Regions from separate parts of the Mus musculus genome. Here all the other regions are linked to region 2. A link is a contact called in public Hi-C and HiCAR-type data. All regions are on one chromosome and are shown on one strand. Each heading gives the region's core, a stretch centred on a gene start, on an enhancer-like site or on the middle of the called end of the contact. The rest is flanking DNA. Distances are from core to core; before and after follow the strand shown. Region 1 holds the start of Zmym4 (zinc finger, MYM-type 4). Region 2 holds the start of Adprhl2 (ADP-ribosylhydrolase like 2). Region 3 holds the start of Smim12 (small integral membrane protein 12).

The links. Hi-C and Micro-C count contacts between places; a contact is called where the count stands out from the background. HiCAR-type assays count read pairs that join an accessible place to other places.
Region 1: a contact with region 2 is called in a HiCAR-type map of astrocytes, with 4 times the contacts expected there. The contact joins the promoter of Zmym4 here to the promoter of Adprhl2 in region 2. A contact is called at or near these places in 3 of 39 promoter capture datasets (hippocampal neurons and liver), 1 of 484 Hi-C or Micro-C datasets (embryonic stem cells), 2 of 115 datasets of contacts at active chromatin or transcription factors (astrocytes and embryonic stem cells) and 3 of 9 other capture datasets (adipose tissue, macrophages and pancreatic islet).
Region 3: a contact with region 2 is called in a Hi-C map of regulatory T cells, with 3 times the contacts expected there. The contact joins the promoter of Smim12 here to the promoter of Adprhl2 in region 2. A contact is called at or near these places in 2 of 39 promoter capture datasets (liver and pre-B cells) and 4 of 484 Hi-C or Micro-C datasets (B cells, CD4 T cells, CD8 T cells and 1 more).

Annotation. Positions count from the first base shown.
Region 1 is chr4:126,966,364-126,970,913 of GRCm38.p6, forward strand. It overlaps Zmym4 (zinc finger, MYM-type 4), which reads right to left and starts at 1,864. Exons shown (of 30, transcript NM_001114399.2): 1 at 1,453-1,864. The coding sequence starts at 1,491.
Region 2 is chr4:126,319,819-126,324,242 of GRCm38.p6, forward strand. It overlaps Adprhl2 (ADP-ribosylhydrolase like 2), which reads right to left and starts at 1,885. Exons shown (of 6, transcript NM_133883.2): 1 at 1,624-1,885. The coding sequence starts at 1,852. It overlaps Tekt2 (tektin 2), which reads right to left. Exons shown (of 11, transcript NM_001357262.1): 5 at 4,412-4,424; 6 at 3,821-3,964; 7 at 3,539-3,653; 8 at 3,302-3,409; 9 at 3,002-3,145; 10 at 2,754-2,833; 11 at 2,303-2,601. The coding sequence ends at 2,388.
Region 3 is chr4:127,242,516-127,247,025 of GRCm38.p6, forward strand. It overlaps Smim12 (small integral membrane protein 12), which reads left to right and starts at 1,269. Exons shown (of 2, transcript NM_030252.2): 1 at 1,269-1,383; 2 at 4,388-4,510. The coding sequence starts at 4,393.

The DNA.
Region 1 (4,550 bases), core at 614-3,113, 650 kb after region 2:
AGTAGAATCTAGGGGTTTGGGAATGCAGTAGCACCCTGAATCTAAACTGTATTTTTACTTTTATTGATGGTTATAAAGTTTTCTAATGACCTGTTAGAAACATCATTTACATTTTTAAAAAGAGAAACTCCTCAGGCTAGGAGTCTACCTCAGTGGTATAGGCTTGTCTATCAGATGTTAAGGCCCAGGATCCAATGACAGGACTAGAAGAATTAAAAAAAAAAAAAAACCTTAAATGCAACCAACACAAGCATTTGCAAACCTGTTTTCAAATCTCGGATCAAAACTCTGGACTTTGCAAACTTAATTATGTAAGATAGGAAATAAATCTACATTTCAGCCACAAATGGGCTGCATAGTTACTGTGAGGTTGAACTCTTCACAAAGCACTTCGTGCAATGTCAGGCACACAGTCAGCACTCAGGATGTTAACAGTATGCATCTTTGAATAGACATTTATGCTGAATGAAAAAGCATTTTTGGTTAAGATTCATGTTTTAAGCAGCTTGGTTTAACAACTAACTCATCATTTGGAGACCATTTCCAAAAGGAAAACTCCTGATAGGAAACTTAACAAACTTGATGCTTAACATGCTGGGTGAGGGGAAGTTTAAAAAAAAAGCCTTGAAAAACATTACTCAGTGGATAGTATTGTTCTCCATCTGAAGAAAATGAATCACAACTAAATTAAAAATAAAAAAAGTTTCAAGACAAACTTTTAAACGGCTTACAACTCCTGTGTAGACAAGGCTTTACCTAGGGCAGGCAAGGCTGGCTGGGTACATCCTAAGGACAAAACTTGTCACTCTTCCACGTTACTAACTGCAGGTAAAGAATGCTAGACTATAACACATCCGTGGCTATCAGAACACATTCCCCCAACTTCAAGACGACAACCCCACTTCTTCTAAGGTGAAGAGAGCACCATGTCCACTTTGGGGCTTGATAACGGTCAAGGGGGAGGGGAGTGGAGGCAGGAAGATGAATTGGCTCCGGGGTTCCCGCAGCACCCTCCCGGTTACTCCTCAGGAAACGACCAATCCTCCACGACTTCTTCCCGCCACCTCTACCCCCACCTGACCTCTCCCCAGAGAAACTTCCATAGACTCCCTTTTCCTCGAGGATGCAGAAGCGGAGTCTGACACCTTGCGTCTCCCAGGCTCCCCCCCCCCCCGAATACGCACCACCACCCACACGCCGGCAAAGGGAGGGGAGCCAAGCGGACCACGGCCCCCGCCCCTCCCCCTCCCCGCCGGCCACCGAGCTTTGTCCCACCTGCCGAGGGGACCCCGGTGCCGCCTCGGGCCGCCCCTCCCTCCGGCCGTCGACCACCGCGCCACCCGTGAGCTCCGGGCTGCTCGGGGCCGGCCGCGCCCCGCCCCCCGCCCGCCCGCCCGCCCGCCTGCCCGCAGCCCGCAGCCCGCAGACGGCCCGCGGCCTCACCTCACCTACCCTCTTTCGGGGGCCGGTCTCCACCTCCCGCTCCGCCATGTTGGGCCCCGCTCGGAACCGCGGCGGCTCCCGGCGCGGCGGCCGCGGCCCCTCTCGGCCCCCGCCCACACTGCAGACACCGGCGCTTCACCCGCTGCGGTTCGGTCCCCCTCGGCCCCCGCCGGGCCTGGCGCGGGAGTGACGAGGGGGGCGGAGGCCCGCGCGCTTAGCCGCAGCTCCTGGGGTCCCACGGGCGGGCGCGTGGGCGCAAGGGCCTGCCGGGGCAGGGGGGCCGGGACTCGGGGGGTTAATGGCCTCCAAGGGGCCCCGTGAGGAGGATTATTTTCTCTCAGAGAAATTCCTCCGCCAGTGGTTTTCTTAAAGGGATCTCCAAACCAGCCCCTTGCGCGCGCCCCTGATGCGCAGGCGCGCCACAAGCCCCTCCTCCCTTTCCCACCAAGCCCCCGGTCCTGAGCGTGCGCGGTGAGTGGCCCAGGCTAGGCCTAATCCTGTTAGTCTCTTTGCTGCCAGCAGCTGCTCCCACCACTCAACTATGGCCGCTCCCTTAAAGGGACCATGACGAAGGGATGATGTCAGAATGAAAGATCTTAATGGAAGGACTATCTGGTGAAATGTCAGTGAGGGGTTCACATCACCACCCTACACCTGACTACAGAGATATTGCCAAAAGGAGAGAACCCTGATGAGCCAAAGTTCTCAGTGACCCTATGAACATGAAGAATCCCAACCAAGAAGAAAACAAGACTGTTATCTGAAGGAGAAACCAACAGCTTGTCAAGTAAAGGGCGTCGACTCTCAAGGAACAACTTCCAACCTTAAAACCAGATCCACTGGTAGTGTTGAAGGCAGAACCAATAACTGAAGACAATTTCCTCAATACCTGCTTGCCATTAGAATACTAAAATGAAAAAGGATCTTAGAAACCATCTACTCCATTGCTTTCAAAGTTAACATTGCCAGTATGGTCATTTGAAATAAATTAATTTACCTCAAGATATCGAGTGGCTGGTGAGGAGCTAGAACACAGTCTGGAATTGCATTCCTCCAGGATTCTGAACACACAAAACTGTCGTCAAGGCAAAAGAACATAAAATGTCAAGAGTCTTGATAGTTCAAGAACATGGCTGCTCTCCTGAGAAGTTTCATGGTGATGACCTGCAACTGCTGTGTGCCATCATTTGCCTCCACTGAAGGAATTTGAGGGTCTGACTTAAAGAATAGGAGCTTGAACTGTCAAGGCAGGAAATCCAAGGGTAGGCACTATCTTCCCTGAAGCACAACGAAGCCAAAGATAATGAGAGCTGAAGTCCCCTCTTGGATTCTTAATGAAGACATAGGCACAACAGACAGACATATAGTAAAAAATACAAGGAAATTAGTTTAGGTTGGTTGGAGTTGGGTTGGTTGGAGTTGGATTGGTTGGAGTTGGGTTGGTTGGAGCTAGGTTGCTATGTAACCCAGAGTGGCCTGAAACTGCTGGTCTTCCTGCCTTGACCAAGTGCTTGGACTGCTGGTATACTAGGAAATCCCCAAAGAACTAATTAAAAAAAATGTTTAAGTCTCTGAAGAGTTGTTATTCTCCATGGCAATACAAGGGGACCCAGAGCTCCTCTGCTCACAGGGTGAAAGTTGCTCTACAGCTGTACTTCTGTGTGTAAGTCAGTAGCTCTTTGAACCCAGGAACATTGGCTGAACACTGAAATGGCTGAAAGTTTCCATGCTGGTCCTTGATTCTCCCTTGGGCCTGTTATCTTTTGTTTCACTTATGGGTAGAACAAAAAGAAACATGTTCACTTCTGCCAGATAATGTTTTTTTTTTCATATCCTAGACTCTTTCCTTACATGTCCAAAGCAAAAAACAAATAGAAAGGTTAAGAAAATATGTTTTCAGGGATTGTAGTTAAATATAAGACTGGATGGTTTCCACCTTTTTATGGGCTGTAGACTACTCCCTTCTAATAAAATCCAACAGCTTAAAAGTGGAACTTCTGAAGGGAACAGTTGAAAATAGATACCAGCCTGGTCTGCATAGATTGTCTAAAGTAAGAAAAGGGGAAAAAAATCAGGGGCTGGAGAGACGGCTCAGCGGCTAAGAGCACTTACTGCGCTTCCAGAGGCCCTGAATTCGATTCCCAGCAACCACATGGTGGCTCATAACCATCTGTAATGGGATCTGATGCCCTCTTCTAGTGTCTGAAGACAGCTACAGTGTACTTACTTACATATAATAAATAAATCTTTTTTAAAAAATCAGGAAAAGTGAAACTTCTGATATTCAACTGAAAGTGGGGACCCCAGCTTCAGCCATGTCCTCTCTTCTTCTACTCATGCATCCTCCTATCATTAGAAAAATGCCAGGCTTTTTTTTTTTTTAATGGTTTAAGTGCATTGTTTAGTTCGACTACACTATATTTTCTTCTGCAGTGCTAGGGACCTCCCTCACAATGCTAAGAAAGCATTCTCCCAATGAGACACACCCCAAGGCCCGTTTCCATGGTTTAAGATGAAACCAAAGCCCAGGTAAAATGTGAATAGCAAGAGATCACACAAAGGATTAGTAACAGCATTCAGGGCTGACAGGCATCTTGATTCTCAGCCTAAGGCTCTCCAATACAACAGGAAGTTTCTAGAGGTCTGATAAGTTGGGTCTTGAATAATAGGCGTGATTTGCACATTCCAGAAAACATAGGAGCGTGCCAGGGACATTCCATGCAATTATTTATATAGAAGGAGAAAAGAGAAAGCATATAGGGAGTACCACAGACCTAACCAAAATTTACAAAGAAGTTCATAGATATCAAGAGACTAGTCCAAGGTCATTAAAAGCAAGACCAAGATGAAATGCAAACATATGTATTCCCTGGGATACTTGAAATTTCATAAAGGCTACAAATTGATGACCCTGTGGCCAAATATGTCTGACATACAGATACATATCTGATTTGTCTCAATACAGTTGGTTGGTTGGTTGGTTGGTTGGTTGGTTGATTTGGTTTTTTCAAGACATGGTTTCTCTATGTAGCCCTGGCTGTCCTTGTTCTGTAAACCAGGCTGGCCTCCAACTCAAGAGATCCTTCTACCTCTGCCTCCAGAGTACT
Region 2 (4,424 bases), core at 635-3,134:
GACAGTTACAGAGAATGGACTCGTCTAATGAGTGCCTCCCGGATCCTTCAGATAGCCAGTCCACTCCCTCCTTGTTGTTCAAACTCCATTTCCCCTCTTCTCAGGTGGCCCCTGTGTCCCACGTTCATAGCTGTAAACACATTCCTAGTCTTTGCCAGCCTGGTCATAGGTAAAGGTCACCCTCGCTCACTGGGGTCAGGTGTTGCTCTTTGCCCTTCTCTCTATATGCTCAGCACATGTCTGTGAGTGAGGGGGCACTGTGTGTCCTCCCTCCTTTTGCTCTGTGCCCTGGTCTTCCTGAGGGAGCCGTTCTTCTTTAGTCCTAGCTGGAGGACTGACCTCCTGCCTAGTTAGACGGCAACTTGAAGGCATCCATCTCTTATTGCCAGTCCCTTATGTAGGACTGGGCTCCAGACTCAAGTTGCAATGTTCGTAGAGTTGGAGCAAAGGAGAATCTCTCTCGTTCTCTCTCTCTTTTTTTAAAGATTTATTTATTTGTTATATGTAAGTACACTGTAGCTGTCTTCAGACACCCCCAAAAGGGCATCAGATCCCACTGCAGGTGGTTGTGAGCCACCATGTGGTTGCTGGGATTTGAACTCAGGACCTCTAGAAGAGCAGTTAGTGCTCTTAACTGCAGAGCCATCTCTCCAGCCCCAAGGAGAACCTCTTCTGCAGTGTTACTGGGACCATACTGTAGGAAAAGGAGACTGCCAAAGTGAGCTCCCCCCAAAGGGAAACTCAAGGCCAAGAGGAACCAAGCAAGCTAGTTAGGAGTTGAACTCCTGGACTTAGCACTGCTGGAGGCCAGAACTTCCTTTGGACTCTGTCAGTTCTTTCCACTCAGACCCTCTTAAAATGTGTTTCCTGCAGCCACAGGGTCCCAACTACCACTCAACCTAAAACACACCTTTTTTTTTTCCATCTTACCAAACCATAATGAAATAAAATTTGTCTTATCTCTGCTTCCTTTAACACCCGTTTTCCATGTTCTCGACCAACTCGACATGGTTTTCTGGGTCCAGACTACCCTGACTTTTCTGTAACACACCAGTGTCCTAGTCTTGAAATTCTTTCCTCTGGTTTTGTTACCATCCTTCCTACTTCTCGGCACACCCCGTCCTTCCTCGCTCCTTCCCCTACCTCTAAATGCCTCTTAACTCGTGGAGTCCTCTGGGGTTCTGACGACGGCCCCCTTCTACTATGTTACATGCTCTTCAAGAAGAACCAAGTCTTCTACTGACATCTGACCTGGAATCTGAGGACAAGCTGCGTTTGCAAGCGAAAGGAAGGGACATGTCTTAACAGGCTAGGGACAGCCCTCGCCGACGCCCACATCGGGCCAGCAGTTTGAGAAAGCTGGTCACGACGGAACTGGCCACGCGGGAACTGGCTCTAGCCAAGGTTTTAGGCGAGGCCTGCGCTCTGAATGTGGTCATGGCTGGAGACCTACAACCACGGAGAGCTGGAGCAAACCGATTCGATCCAGGGGCCTTCAGCCTCGTGACTTCGTGGGAGCTCGCCGCAGGAGCCTCCACCTCGGCAGCCTAGTCTGCGCGCGCGCCCCCGAGTCTCGGTCCCCTCGCCCAGGGGTGGGGACCCGATCGGTGGTGCCCCGCCCACCTGTCCGCGCGCTGCCCGGCGTGCCCGGGTCCGGCTCCAGGCTCTCGACGTGACTCAGGACTGATGCCAGGCTGACGGTATCGTGTGCCTCGTAGACAGCGCCCACGCAATCTCCCAGCAGCGCGCCCGCCAGGCAACCTCGGAAGCGCGAGATGGAGCGGGCCGCACTTGCCCCGCCGCCCCCCGCCGCCGACATCGCTGTAGCTGCTGCCGCCGCAGCCACCGCCATCCGCGCGCGGACTAGTCGCCACTTCCGGCATCGATGCTGCCGCCTCTTTGGTCGTCTCTTCCCCGCGGCCCCACAGCGCCCCCTTGTGGCCCGGAGTCTCAGCCTACGTCCTACCCCACAGCGCCACTCAACGGCTGGGAGTCTCAGCGCCCCATAAGTACTCGCACGCTTCGCTTTGGCGCTCCCTACCTTCTCATTTGTAAATGGCACCACAAATGCGGCCGACAGCTCCCTAAAATCCCGCGGAGGACCCTTTGAAAAGCACCTGAACAAGAATGTTGCCCACTCAAAGCCACTGCTGCCCGCGGGCGATCACCTGTATCTTTACACCCGTATTCCTTCTGGAGTCGCTTTGGACTCGACCCCTATGAAGTCTAGGCGACTCCATCGCTCAAGTGGACTGTCTCACTCGGTCAGCCACTCTCATGGGGTAGCAGAAAAGAGCCTGGCTTGAGAACTCCATTTTTATTATTTTACTGTCCCCTCACTACTCCCCCCTCCCACCAATCTTGTGTCTTCCCTCAGCCGCCAAAGCCTAGGTTAGCTCCAGCTGGCAGATTTTGAGTGGACTCAGTGTGCGGTTTGTCGTGCGCGTGAAGGTGTCCACCTGGGGCACAAATTTCTCAGCCGGCACCGTCAGCTTGCGTCGGGTGTCCATACACTTGGTGTCCAAGAGCAGGGTGTTGGTCTTGCACGCGATATCAGCCTGTATCCGGGCCAGGTGCTTGAACAGGGCATCCAAAGCGTTCCTGTAACGCAAAGCATCGGGAGCTCAGAGCCCTACATCAGGCTGCAGGGGCCAGGACATCTCACCAGCATAAAGCCCAGAGAGACCAGCAGGCACTACGGCCCCATGGTTGAGCAGTGCCCCCCACTATTCCTGCCCACTCTCTAAACCTACTGTGTTTGGGCCAGCTTCTGCTTCATGGTATTGATGGTTGCCTCTAACTGGTGGACTTCATCAATGAGGCCATACTGTGTCTGAAGACAGAGGGGCAGGATGGGGTTTTCAGTTCAGCCGCAAGACCCTTCAGCTGGTCGCATAACTGCCTTGGACCAGAATGCTTGTTCCACAAGAAACGTGCGAAGAGGGGTAATACTGAGGTCTCCTTAGCAGACAGGGGTGGTCCCCACCGGGGCCCCTTGTACCTGGTCCCGGCAGAGCTCCACATTGGACCGGTAGGTTCTGGACTCCAGCCGGGTATGTGCAAGCTTCAAGTTCATCATCTTTCTACGCAGGTCCTCCTCCAGGCGCCGAATGTCTCCCTGCAGCTCGGCTATCTCTTCTAAGGTCTGTGGCAGACATTACTGTTCTCCACCGGCAAGACTCACACTAGGGCTCCCAACTGAAGCTTCAGGGCAGGGTTCCTTATGCCCTGCCTCACAGCATGGTGGGAAAGGCAGGGTGGTGGGGTTGGGGGAGGGTAAGGGGGTGGTGGTGACACTCACATTTTTCTCTTGCCACTTGAGCTCACTGTAAAAACTCTCCATTTCCCGAAGCCGCTTCCTGAAGGTGAATTCTGTTGCAACCCTCTGAGCGTCCAGTTCATTGTTGGTCTGCATGAGGAGGGTGAGCCAGGCCAGAAGAGGGTGTCATGGCCTTGTGAGATTGCTGTTTGAAGTCAGGGAAGGGCTAACATGTGGTCAGTGTGGAAAGAAAGACAGAGGTGAGTTGGGCTTAGTCACCTGAGCAATAGCTAGGGCAATGGCTTCCCTCAACTCTATGGACGCTTTCATTTCGGCCTCTGCCCGGTTCTTGTTGAATCGAGTAAATTCATCCCACTGCTGCAGTGTGGTGGAGCTGTGGAGGCAAGCAAACAATGGGGGTCACTGGGGCACACAAGGAAACGATGGGGTCACAGGGACACACAAGGAAACAATGGGGTCCTAGGGACACACAAGGAAACAATGGAGGTCACAGGGACACACAAGGCACACAGAAAGGACTGACTGAAACACTGGTCTTACTCTTTGGGGATGCGTGTGGGGTTGACTTTCAGAGAGATGTTTGGGGAAGTGAGGTTGAGAGAGAGGCAGCCCCTGTCGATCTCCAGTGTCTCCATTTTGTCCCGGTGGTCAGAGTTGAGTTGCTGCCGAATTTCCTGCAGGAGACTGGAGAAGGAGAAGACACTGGAGCCATGGCTCCCAAGGACCAGGACGCGAGCCTCACTGGACTGCAGGGATACTGAAGGTTTGTGGTATGTGTGTGTGCGCGCATGCTTGTGTGTGTGTGTGTGTGTCTGTGTGTGATGCATGTGCTGCTGCATCTAAGACAGAACAGCCTTATGAGTGTCCCTCAGAGTGTACCTCAGTCACAGGTATGTGACTTCACATGCACGCATGAACATTTACAATAAGGGGGCCAAGATCAATGGTGGAACTTTCAGCCGCGGAACAAAGGCTGCCTAGGTTCCTGACAATGAGTAGGCCTTGGAAAGCAAGTCCTAAATGACCAATATCTCCTGCCAGAAGGCTGTGAGGGACAGAAAGTATCATCCAGCAAGTCCCATGATGCCCCCGGGTGCATGTGAGTGTGCTCCGGTCGCCCCCCCGCCTCACCAGAGGTGCTGGA
Region 3 (4,510 bases), core at 19-2,518, 920 kb after region 2:
TGGGGATTCTGTGCTTACCCAGGTCTGCTGGAGGGAACTTCTAGTCACTATTAAGATCCAGCTTAGGGATCTGTCCTTCCAGGGAACCTCCACTCATTCTTCTTGTATGGACGGACAGTGTCCTCTGTTATGACACTGTGTGGGTCTTCCTGTTTCTTCTCCATCCAGGAAACTACGGAGGGCAGTCCCCATTTGTATCGCCAATGTCTAGCTTGTAGAATGGCTAAATGCCAGCCTGTGTTCTAGACTGTTCTGATCTCTTCCCACAGATTCAATGCACAAGTAATCAAGGTCTGATAATCACGGTTGCTAATTTCTGGCAGCTTCTTCCTCCCCATCTTCGCTGTCAGGCTTAGCTTTGGGCTCTTTGATCTAAAAGAGGAAGAATCTCTAACTTGACAGTACAGTCTTGAAGACGCTTCCTGTGAGAGTACCCGTGACCTTGAGAAATGGCTCACTGCTAACTTAAGGGAAGCTGGGTAGACTTAAGGGAAGCTGGGTAGAGCACTCCAGGTAGATGAAAGAACATGGACACACAGGCTTCAAACGTTGATTTTTAGCATGCTATTAGTGGGAAGGAGACTGGTCAGGTTGAGAGCAGTGTGGGCAGGTTGAGAAGGCAGGACTATGGTAGTCCATTAGAGAGCTTGGGGTGTGAGGCTTTTTCTTATATGTGATAAGTATAATTCCGCTCAGGGACAGGGGAAACATGGAGGAAGGAGAGTGAGTACTTGCGATCAGAGGGTCTTGGTACTTTCAGCAATTTGTAGACTCACTAACGCTACAATCTAGTTCCCTGCGAGATGTGTGCCTGGCACAGTATTTTACAAACAAGATGTTATCTAACCCTTGCAACATCCCTGCTGAAATGGAAGGTTTTAACGCTATGCAGAAGAATTGAGGCTCAGATTAATTAATGATGTTCCCAAGGACACACAGCCTGAAAGCACAGATCCCAAGAAGATTGAAAGTACTAGGTTATTCTCTGCTACGGGAGCTTCTGGAGGTCAGGGGTTGGGTTTTCGGTTTCAGTAATATCCGACCTAGGTAAGTCTCGGAAGACACCTAATGAACTTCATTTGGATCAATGAAAGCTGACTATTCTTTTTTCTTCTTCACAAGCATGTGGCAACGTCACAGGGGAGCCTCCGAGCCGTCAGGGGGCGCTATACTATTCTGCGTTTAGTCCAACGCAGGGTCGGGTGCCTGGCTTCCTTTCTTCTGTAGCTGGCTGGAGCTCAGCCAATCGCTGCTCTCCGAGAGATGCCAGTGGGCGGGGCCTCGGGCGCGCCCCGCGGGCCACTGGGAACCTCGGCGTCCCTGTTGCTCCCGGCTAGCGGGCGCAGCGCGGGACCTGTCCGGGGTGTGCGGGCTGGACCGCAGGTGAGTTCCCAGGGCTGAGGGCACTTCGCTTCCCAGGATCGCTGGCCCCCAGTCCCACGGGAACGGCTCCTCCTAGTTGAGGGAGCGATGGTTTCCGTGACCCGCTCGGCCTCGGCCAGCTTTTGGTGGCCGAGTGTGGACTGTGGTCAGATCTCGTCCGCCTCAGGCCCCTGCAGGCCGAAGGGTGACGAAGCCACGCGTGTGGCGTGACTGGACAGGGAACAGGAGCTGATGACCCGAACCTCACTGGCGCTCCCATCCCAACTTGGCTGGCTGTCAAGGCTGATGGTTTCACCTTCTCGGACCTCCTACGACTGCTCTCATTTGGAGAGCTTCCGGTGGGCTCAGGCACTGGGACAGGTTTCCTGGCGGCCCGGTTGACCTGTACCTGGAGCCTTTGGCTGGCGCCCCTGCGTGTCGGGCTGGAAATAGGCGTTGCAGTATTTGGGAAACACTTGTGCTACTTACATTTTGATACCTTCGGGATGACTTCATGAAGTCTAGCTGCTTATGATCATATCCCTATACCCCTTTGTGAGTGCGGGTGGAAGGCTGCTGTAGTCTTCCATAAACAAAGCAACATGTTTATGCTGCCTGTCATTCATTCGACCAACAAACTTTTTTAGCTCTTTGCTAGGGAGGATAGCAAGGGTGGGAAGAGGCACAGAGCATAGGACGATCCGGACATCCTTAGTTCTTAACCTTGTGGAGCTCCAGGGTGTTTTGAGAGCTGTAGACAGGTAGGGTAGGCCCACATAGCTTACCGAAGAGAAGGTTGTGTTGTATACATGGATGACTGGAATTCGGACAAGAGCACATAGAACTTGGGCTTTCTATGTACAAGAGTAATACTCATAGACTGGTGCTTGATATGCCCGCCCTAAGACAAATTGGAAAATTGAGAGTCTCTACCCAGGAATTGTATAAAGGACTTGCACTTGGTGTGGACCTGTGATCACAAGCACTTGGCACTGGAAACAGGAGCGTCGGCAGATCAAAGTTATCCTTAGCTACTTTGAGGGTTTGAGGCCAGGCTGGGTGCCATGAGAACCTGTCTTAAAAATAAAAACAAGCCCAACGGTGGTGGCACATGTCTTTAATCTTGGCACTAAGGAGGCAGAGGCAGGCCAGTCCAGTCTCTGAGTTTGAGGCCAGCCTGGTCTACAGAAGGAATCTGAATGGCAGGGCTACACAGGGAAACCCTATCTCAAAAAACCAAAACCAGCTGACCAAACAAACCCCAAAACTTAAAACAGAAAATAGAACGAAGTACTGAGTTAAAAATAGAATGGAGGATTGAGTTTGGGGTTCTTTGGAGCTTCCCCTCTTTGTTAATGTGTACATTGTAAGGTTTCTCGGATCTCATGATATAACTTCAGAGCTCAGAAGGAAGGAAGACTTTCAGTGTAATGAAAAGCCAAGCTAATGGGGAGCTGTAGGAGGCCCTCCACACATCTAGGGTGTGAACGGACACCATGCATACATCTGCAGAGTGTTCTTTCTGCTAGAAAAAAAGCCCAGGCTTGGCCTCAGACCAGCGGGCCTGCCACTTGTATGATTTTGGCAAGCTGACACAGTGTCTTTGAGCCACTATGGCCTTGGACAAGAATCTGGGCTCCTCGTTCCTACATCATAGAGATGTGAGGGTCAGGCGATGACCAGGGGAGATATGGTAGAGCATAGGGCATGGTGTCAGGTCAAAGGAGCAGGAAGAGAAACTTGAATCTTGCTGCAGTTCTTTGCCTTTGAAGGTCCATGTGTAGTGTCAGGCCCACAAGACACCCAAGTTCCCCCAAAGAGAATAAAAGGGGGAAATGAGGAGCCTTCAAATCTTCCATGAGGTCTGGATGTCTCACCGTAGAGCCGAGAGAGAGAGAGAGAGAGAGAGAGAGAGAGAGAGAGAGAGAGAGAGAGAGAGAGGTGTTGGAGAAACAGTTATGGAAGCATAAACACGGGCAAGTGACTCCATGCTGATGACTAAGGCGAGCATGTGAACATTGGAGAACACTGTGTGTGTGAAGTGCTTAGCCCAGGGCCCAGCTTGGAATAAGCACTCAGTAGATGGTGGTAGCTTGCATTATTACATTCATTGCCAGCAGCCTTTTATGATTGTAACGGTAATTAAATAATGGTATAAATAGTAATTTAATAGTGGTAATCATTTGTGACTAAGTGGCCATTTGAGTGTGTAGGTTTGCATATTACTTTGGTGTTTCATTGCAGGAGGCCCTAGGGGCAGCTCTACAGTTTTTGTTTTTGTTTTTGTTTTTGTTTTTTTTTTACAGCATTTTCCACGGGGACTTTTTAAGTATTAGGGTTCTGGGGCATCTGGAATACTGTATTCATTTGTGATGTTTTCAGGGACTTGCTGTGTAAGCATGAGGATGTGAATGGTTGCAGGTCGTATATTTTGAAGTTGTTTTGATCAAGATTTGTTAACTATAGGTTATTATTAGGAAAGCCAAGGCCAGAATAGAGTTACAAAACAAAACAAAACCCTATCCATCTTAGGTCAGAATAGTTAGGTAATAGATCATAGTTAAATAAGGCCCTTGTGCTTTCCCCCAGGAGAAGGAACTACTTATCATCAGGGAGCCAGAATTCAGAGTGAGGCTGTGTGAAGTTTTATAGAGCAGAGAAAAGACTTCTTTTCTCTTCCTAAGATGTTGACAGATATCTGGAAGAGAGGACCTGAGGTCATACCAGGTTGGAAGAGCCATTAATTAGGCTTGGAGTTTCCTTGTGAGGGGCATATGCACACAGTAGCACTAGTTCGTAGAGGTTTTTACCCCCGTCCCCAACAGTCGAATCTTTTGCAACTTCTTAGAGTATTTCGGGGACCCAACTGTTGCACAGAGCACAGTGGCTGCTTGCTGCTCTGCAGGGTGGCTGCCCAGTTATTAGTTGCCAGGCTGCCTGGTAAGTAGAGCACCTATGTGCTGTCCGCACGTGCTAGAAGAGGAGGCACCCATGTCTCCCTAACGCTCTCTGTATTCTTCTGCAGATGTCATGTGGCCTGTGCTTTGGACCGTGGTGCGAACCTATGCCCCCTATGTCACCTTCCCTGTGGCCTTTGTGGTCGGGGCTGTGGGCTACCACCTGGAATGGTTCATCAGGGGAAAGACTC